Regions from separate parts of the Gasterosteus aculeatus genome. Here region 2 is linked to region 1. Evidence: chromatin contacts called from public Hi-C data. All regions are on one chromosome and are shown on one strand. The core of a region is the stretch at or near the end of the contact, and the rest is flanking DNA. Distances in the headings are between cores, read along the strand shown.

What was found. A called contact is a pair of places that touch in the nucleus more often than the background predicts.
Region 2: a Hi-C map of skeletal muscle shows a contact between it and region 1, with 2.6 times the contacts expected there. The contact joins the promoter of sqlea here to the enhancer-like site in region 1. A contact is called at or near these places in 4 of 6 Hi-C or Micro-C datasets (liver, skeletal muscle and tail fin).

The regions. Positions count from the first base shown.
Region 1 is chr20:17,420,616-17,424,644 of fGasAcu3.hap1.1, reverse strand. The region is part of intron 7 of LOC120810476; the gene reads left to right. Among protein-coding and RNA genes, the nearest start is that of LOC120810476, 12 kb to the left of the region's middle. Within about 2 kb of position 2,449, at least 1 of the 9 cell types and tissues checked has open chromatin away from gene starts, as enhancers often do.
Region 2 is chr20:17,548,422-17,552,415 of fGasAcu3.hap1.1, reverse strand. It overlaps sqlea (squalene epoxidase a), which reads left to right and starts at 2,379. Exons shown (of 11, transcript XM_040165015.2): 1 at 2,379-3,200; 2 at 3,499-3,757. The coding sequence starts at 2,922. LOC120810465 (protein LYRIC) reads left to right here. Exons shown (of 13, transcript XM_040165017.2): 13 at 1-330.

The DNA of each region.
Region 1 (4,029 bases), core at 1,200-3,699:
AGAGGGATGGCCTGGGGGGGGAAGAAGCTGCTCCCGTGTCTGGTGGTTTTGGTGCACAGTGCTCTGCAGCGCCCGCCAGAGGGGAGGAGTCTGAACGTGTCGTGTCCAAACTGAAGGGACTGCAGTGATCTTTCCTGACTGGAGGTGTACAGGGTCAGGATGGAGGTTCAGGCTGAAGCCAATGATTCTCTCTGCAGACGGCATGATGTTTGTATTGAAACAGTTAAGTCTGGAAATCAGCAGCAGACAAGCTACGGAAAATAACTTGTACCTTCTTCTTTTTTCAAAAGATATACAAAACTCCATAAAATTACACACATTATCTATTAACAACCCAACTATTAATATTAATACTATAAATAAATAATAATAAAGTATTATGCTCATGATGAAATCACTGTTCTCATGTTTGTACAGAAGAAATACTGTATTATATATATACATTGTTTTACTGCTTATACAGTGTTTTTAAATGACGTACACAGTTATGTAAAATAACAAGTATCCAGCTCATCATATAACATGTATGTCCATAATAACAGTTTAACAATTTTTTTGTAATTTCAAAGTAACTCCTATTAAATTTATATTAATATGTACATTTATATTAAAAATCTAATCCAGCGTCTCAATTTAGCAAACCTTTTTTATTACATCAAACGTAATGCAGTCTTTTCTTTTAAAGAATAAAAAGCTGCATTGCTCTTGATGTTGAAACCTTCACGGGTGTTGCTCCTCTGGCTCCACCTGATCAGTGCAATAGTCCAGGCAGAAAGTAGAAGCAACAATGATAACTTACGTCCTTTATAGCTCCGTGTCATAGTGAGTAGAGAAGGTCCTCTGCTGATACGGGTCATTGATCCCTAACCTCTAACTGCTCATTGTCTTATTAAGTGCAGTTCGGCACAAACGTTTTGATAGCCCTTTATTGAAGGTGTTCTCTTGTAAATAAACAAGAAAAATCTGTAAAATGACTGTCTCGCATGGTTTTCGCACTTTATTTAAATTAAGATATTTTACTTTAATTTACGTTTTTTGTTTTTTTTACCGTGTGCATAAAAATTGATTCAAAATATAACAATGCTTGAATCCAATGTATTTTCTGTTTGTTTTTTTTTGTAAAATATATTGCATATTAGTGGTCTACTCCTCCTATGATGCGGCGATACATCACTGTAAATGAAAATGCGCATTAGCAGACATTCGATGAGATAACGCTGCACGTATATTTAAACACACATCAGAGCTTGTAATATGAGAACAACTGTCTCCATGTTCGTGACCAGCTGTGGGATCTATTGGTGACATGTTTTACCCTCCTGCCTCCTTAGACCACATGGTGCTGCCTTAGCCGTTAGACTTCTTTGCCTGCGTGAGTCACGGACCTCATCACGTCCACGTGTCCTCCCTCTCGTAATAGCCTCTGGAATTCTTTGTAGTGACCCTTTTTTAGTGTTCTATCGGCGTAATAGTTAGCTGAGCCTCATGTAATAGTCCGTGTTTAAATGTCCTGCGCTCATTGTAATAGTCGGCAGGCGCTCGTGTAATAGTTGGTGTTTTGTGTGTGAGCGGGCTCTCAGGTGACGGAGGCCCTGCATATGAAATGAGATGGTAATGAGGAGGAGGGAGGGGGGGCCTTATCACTGCAGGGCCAAATTCCGACAGTGAATTGCGCAGTTGTAACAAAAGTAACAGAGCGTCCATTCAGCCTGAACTAATCCAGATGGGAAAGTCAAACAGCAGAAAGTCCACGGCACAAACTCATTTCATCACTTTATTAATTTAGATATTGCCTCCGTGCTCCTGTGGGGGGGGAGAGAGAGAGAGAGAGAGAGAGAAAAAGAGCCCCTCTGAAATGACCAACATCGGTGAGGCGTTTTGCTCTACATGGTCCCCCCACTTCGTCTCCTCCCGTTATCTGTTTAATTCATCCCGCCAATCTCGGCTGTCTTTACCCACTAAATTTCCCTTTGACACGCATGCCTTGCTTCGCATAATCCTCACTCCGGGGCAGAATTAAAAATGGAAAAAAAGAGGAGGGAATAGGACAGGTGGCTGGAGAATCCTTGAAATGGTGTTCAATGCGGGAGCCGGAGAACGATTTGACCAGATTCGAACTGGGGGGGCGGGGGCCTGATAGGGAAGTAGTTCTTTTTTTTTTTTTTTCCTTCCTTTTTATTTTTGGAATCAAGGTGGAGGAGGGGTGACAGGTGGAAAATGTGCAGAGACTGAGAAGTCCCTTAAGAGGCGGGTCGGAGCGTCGGTTCTAAATTGTGGTGCAGGAATGACTTCAGGGGGCGGAAACCGTTGCGATGGAGATGGAGATGAAAATGTCACTCTCCAAAGGTGTGATTTGAAAAGTTTTTCTCTGTCGACCAAAGGCCGAGCGTTAGAACAGACGCCTCCGCCTGCATGGATCTATCGCAGGGGGGTCCGCCTCTCGTACAGCCGCCGCCCCGTGTGGCTCCGTCTGACCCGCCAGGGGCCGACGTGCTCTGCTTCGGTTCTTCAGGCGGCAGCACGTCATATCAACAGCGGGGGAAATGGGTTCTTTTACAGCGGAGGATTGCGGCGCTTACGATGGAGGTCTGATACGATCGGCGCGAGCGCGGTGAAGCTGCCCGTTGTAAAATGAAGAATATTTCGCTACGGCCTCGTGCCGTGACAAAAAGCCACTGTAGCAACTGAAGTATTGGTATTTCTATACTGAATTGTCAGTTGAACGAGGAATACATCAGTTTGATAAAAGCTCCCTTGCACAGTTGTGTCGCTCCGCTAGTCCAATATTTACAACATAACCACAACATCCAAGCTCCTCACGTCCTGCTCTCCTATCTGTCGATACATCCACTCCCTGTTAAATGCAGGCATGAAAGGAAAGCAATCTGCAAAGGTAGCGACCCATCCAATCGCTGTTACAGTCCCAAATGCCCACCGCTCAGTGGACATTTACAGACTGGATAGATTAAACTGGTAAAATGATCAACAAATAAACCGGCATTAACTGCAGTGCTGCAGCAGGGACGTTTGGATATTTTCTAGAGGTGTTTTAGAGGAACACTGCTAGAAGTCCGGCACAGACCAGGAGTAAGACTTAAGACGGGGGGGGAGTGTTTCCTGGTGCGGGGGGAGGGGGTGCAGATCTACAGTGTGTCGGCTGCGTGTGGGGGGCCGGCGGCGCAGCTCGGCGCGGAAAATGGCGGCGGTGACGGCAGCAGACGCACGGCACTATTGATTGGGCTCCACAGGCTGAGACCGGCCAATTCAGAGCACCAGTGAGCCGAGACCGATTGGGCCTCCTGAGTTACAAAATCCCACAGCTCCTCTTCTCTCATCTGCCAAGTATTTCTCATTCCCCAGGCAAATGTTTTCCAGAAGAAAGTTTTCGATTTTTGGGGGTAAAAGAAAAAAATAAACGCTGGAGGAATTGTATGACTCGTATGCATGAGCCGCTGTACAGTGAACGGAGCCATCCGGCACCAACTAAGGCCCACTTGATCTTGGGGTTAAAGATCCAAGTACTTTAAGGGCTGCGATTGAGACACACTTTTAGAATTTAGTTTTGGATTCACGGCCCAATATCTCTCTCCACCTCTCGTTCTGCAGTAGCAGGCGGCTGTTTCAAATAAGCTTGATGGACTTGACTTCTTGTGCCACCAACAAACACAGCTCGCTACGAGCATTTGCTGAGACCTAAATGTGCTTATTTGTTGTTACTCTGCTAGATATCTCTAGCATGACTCTGCTAATCATGCCAAAGTTAAAGGGTCCAGCAGGCAGCAGCTCTACGCAACGGATCGCATCGCCGCGTAAAAGGTCTACGTCGTGTTCAGGATCATATCAACATGTTACATATTATAATATCATATTATAAGTTTCTGCACAATTGTCTGGTACTCTGAAAAATGTATGTTTGTTATAATAATAAAAAATATATTTGTCAGTTTCTAAGCACGTAAAGGGTTAATTTCATTGCCGTAGACGTCCTGACAATTTTATTGTCCTCTTCATTTTACTTAACGTGTTTCT
Region 2 (3,994 bases), core at 1,130-3,629, 130 kb before region 1:
GCGATCAAATGGTTACTTGACGCGGACGACTCGTGAACATTTTGGACGGAGGTAAGGGAATCCGGGCTGCTCCGCTTTATCTGTAAGTGCAACATTTCAACTGACCGTCCAGCCGGTTTCTTACTGGTCTGATGTGCTGCTGTTTTTACCGTCTGAGTGCTTTGTGACCCGAGCCGTGTGGGAGCCTCCGACCCTCCGTGTACCGTCGCAGTGTCATCGGCCTCTTCGTGACTCTCCACCTGTGGTTTATTTAAAAGTCTTTGGAACTTTTTGTAAAACCTGTTTGTAATAAAATAAAAACTAAAGCCATATGTAAAAATACTAAATAAAGGCCAGTTTTTCTTTATCCAGACTATTTGGTATTACAGCAACTTACTATTGTGGAGTATTGATTAGTAAGGACTATGAATAAAATAATTAACTGCGGCCGAACCTTTACAAACTGATGCTGCTGTGGTAGAATCCAACACTGCTTCTCTCAGGAAAGTGACCTCTGACCTCTAAGGGAATCTTCTGAATGCAGAGATGGAGAAAGCTACAGAAATGTGGCGTTTGACATTTTGTGTGTTCATTAAACACAAAATTGCTTTAACAATTTTCTACTTAAACCCGATAGGTTCACAATCAAATCAAATAAGATTTATTTGCAACAAAATAAGTGAGCTCAAGTGGAAACTGCTGATGCTATAATAACGCTATAGTATACAAAAAAGTCAAACTTTCATGACAATAAAATAGGTCTCAAAGTCATAGTATTGCCCGTATAGATGCTCGAATATTAAAACCAAACCTTGGCATGAAAATGTATTTTTTGGCCCACATTATTGTGATGACTCATTAAATTGTCTTGACCTGGTTGCAGTTGTAATTGCCGGCAGCACGTAACAAAAGAACTGGGAGGTTTCTAGAACAAAACGTCTCCTGCTGGGTGAATGTGCTCAAAGGCGTCGTTCAGGGTCAACCCTGCATCCCAATAAAACATTTGTGGTTTTCTGTTCCATAAATCCTTCCTGGCATGTCTGAAGAAAGTCATATAATACGTCAAAGAGAGATCACTGTGTCAACAGAGTCATAGAAAAGTTATTGTATGAAACATTGAGAAAGGTTCAAAATATTCTTAAGTCTTTAAAAGTCTAAAATATATAGTATGGCACGTCAGAAGTCCTCAAAAAGTCTCTGCTGTGATAATCAGAAGTGTCATGTTAAAGTGGTCTAGAATTTCAAAAAATGTATTGTGCAGATATTTCTAAAAGTATCATAAAACGTTAAATCATAACGGATAAAAAAGCGATTGTATCTGTTGAAGTAACGCATTAAAAAAACAATTATATTAATCAGTCATTTTTCCATGATGAATTCTACTAGCATGATGATTCTAATGTGTCCACTTCTATTATATTATTCTATTGTTACTTCTGCTATTATTTATGTTACTGTTATTGCTATTATGATTCATGTAACGTTACAATGTTCCCATTCTGTATACCTGACGTCTATCGTACTACTGCCGATCCCTCCCTCACAATAGAAGCGATAATGACTCATAATGACCATAGTTTTATTTACAAGGGAATAGTTGTACGTATAAGTGTCTCTGTGCTGCCGCCCACAGGAAGGTCGACGTACTGCAGCTGCTCGTTTTACTGGTCGGATGAACATCTGGGGGGACAACGGGTGTTCAAAGCAACCCAGATTCGACACAATTAGAGATAATATTATTTTATCATTAAAACCATTAGGTAATTAGGTATTAGGTAGGCTTATATTGTGTATTTGGACACATTATTTATAATTCGGTTAATTATTTTCTCCAGTCGACTTTGTTTACTGTTATCTTAGCTTATGTTCATACCAAATAATATGTCTCACCACTGCACTTCTGAGCCCGCTGTGTTAGTTCAGGTGTTGTTATGATACAATAATACATTTTGGTTTCACTGCTTATTCAATAACATTTTTTAAGTCAAGGTTAAGTAGGGGTTGACTTCTGGGCAGAAACAGCAGTTATTTTATTTGTATTCACCAACAGTTTATTGTTGTGTTACATCCAGTTTATGCGTTTGGCGTTCCAGAACAACATGCATCAGTATATTTCTATTTGTATTGTCCTTCTTGGCTCCGTTTAGTCAAATCCTCCAGCTGTATTACGAATAAACATTAAAAAGAGATCTCACTCTGCACCTTTTCCTGGGAACTATTATCATCCCCAGTGACTTGTCAGAATTTATACGTATACGTGGCAGATATTTCCTCTGTTACGAAAACTGTTTAGTAAAATATCCATTGTTGCGAGCTATCTAGACTACATGTTGCTTTCATTTGTCCATCACGGCTTTGGTTACCACGGTAACAGCTTGTTATCCTATTTCAAGAGGCACACTCAAAAATTGTCCCGATTTATAAAGCCAGAGGGGTTTTGCCTTGTCCAATATAGACGATCTTTGCAGCCGGTCTCCGTCCCATTCTGTGAGGTAAATAAATGCAACGCGCACCTTCCCACTGACATCACATCATCCTGCCAGCAGGCCGTCCAATCAGCGGCCGAGGGGAGGGCCGGAGCGGCGGCGGCGGTCCAATGGGCGGATAGCGTGAGCTCTGCTCACCGCCACGTCACTTCTGATTCGAGGGTTGAACTGTGGAGGAGGCGGGACGGAAAACCACCGAATGAGACGGAGTGCGCCTTCCTCATTCTAATAAATTATTCACCAGCGCTCCTCCGACCGCCTGAGAGCAAGTTATCATCAGTTACAAGCGAAACATTTTGTTTTGGGTTTGCTAGCTTGTATTTTTTTGGAGCACCTGAGAAATAACATGAAGAGTGATTATTAATTGCGTGTTTTCCGTCAGCATAAAAAGAAAATCGGTCTCTCAGTACAAGTGCGGTTATTTATCTAGTTGATTTTTTTTTTAAATCCAAAAATATGTGGACCTTCTTAGGAATAGCAAGCTTAACGTACCTTTACAAGAAATCCAGCACAGTGTTGAGTTACGCTCACAAAGAGGTGGTAATGGCCGCAGCCTTACTTGTGGCAGCCGGCCTGCTGCTGTCGTATGTCAGGTGTTCTCACACCTACAGGCTCAGGTTCTCTCAGGTGATGCACTGGCCCCTCGGGCTCTTGTCCCTTCTACCTGGTGTCAAACACTTTATCCCACAAACGTCACCTGAAAGGAGCGAGAAGGTGGAGAACAGCTGTAAAAAGGTAGGAAAACTAAATAGTAATAATGTTTAACACAAAGGCAGATTCAGAAAGAGTGTCGTTTCTTTGTTTCGTTTATCTGAAGTAATTTATGTTAAATCTGTGATCTTAATTTCTGGAAAAAAAACCAAGTCTGATTCTTGCATTTCGAAGGTGCTTTAAAGTTAATAGATCTTTGCATCTCCAAAGACTGCGAGAGTAGCTGGTGATTGGATGAAGTGTGACCAATGTTTGCCTTTTACTCCTCCGCTCGGACTTCACCCTGTTTGTAACGAGAGACTCTCCCATCCGTTGCTCCCAGAGCCGCAGATCAAGGAGGAGAGTGGATACAGAGTCCTCCACCTCCCCGGGTGCCTCGGCTGGGGGCCCCTCGGCGGCCCCGGAGCCCGACGTGGTGATAGTCGGGGCGGGGGTCCTGGGCTCTGCGCTGGCGGCTGTCCTCGCCCGGGACGGCCGGAGGGTGACGCTGGTGGAGAGGGACCTCAAAGAGCCCGACAGGATCGTGGGGGAGCTGCTGCAGCCTGGAGGGTTCAGGGCGCTCAAGGAGCTGGGACTGGAAGGTCGGTGATGGGAGCACTGGGAGCACTATGCTACTATGTGTGTGTGTGTGTGTGTGTGTGTGTATACACATATATACTAGATGACCAGATATTAGATGAAATATGTTCCGGCTATTTCACAAAACCAGTCAAATTGCTATTTAATGATTTCCTCAAACATCACCTGGACCTCAACAGCGTCATGAGGCACAATGATGAAATAAACTCCAATACAACATTAATATTCCTGTTACAGCT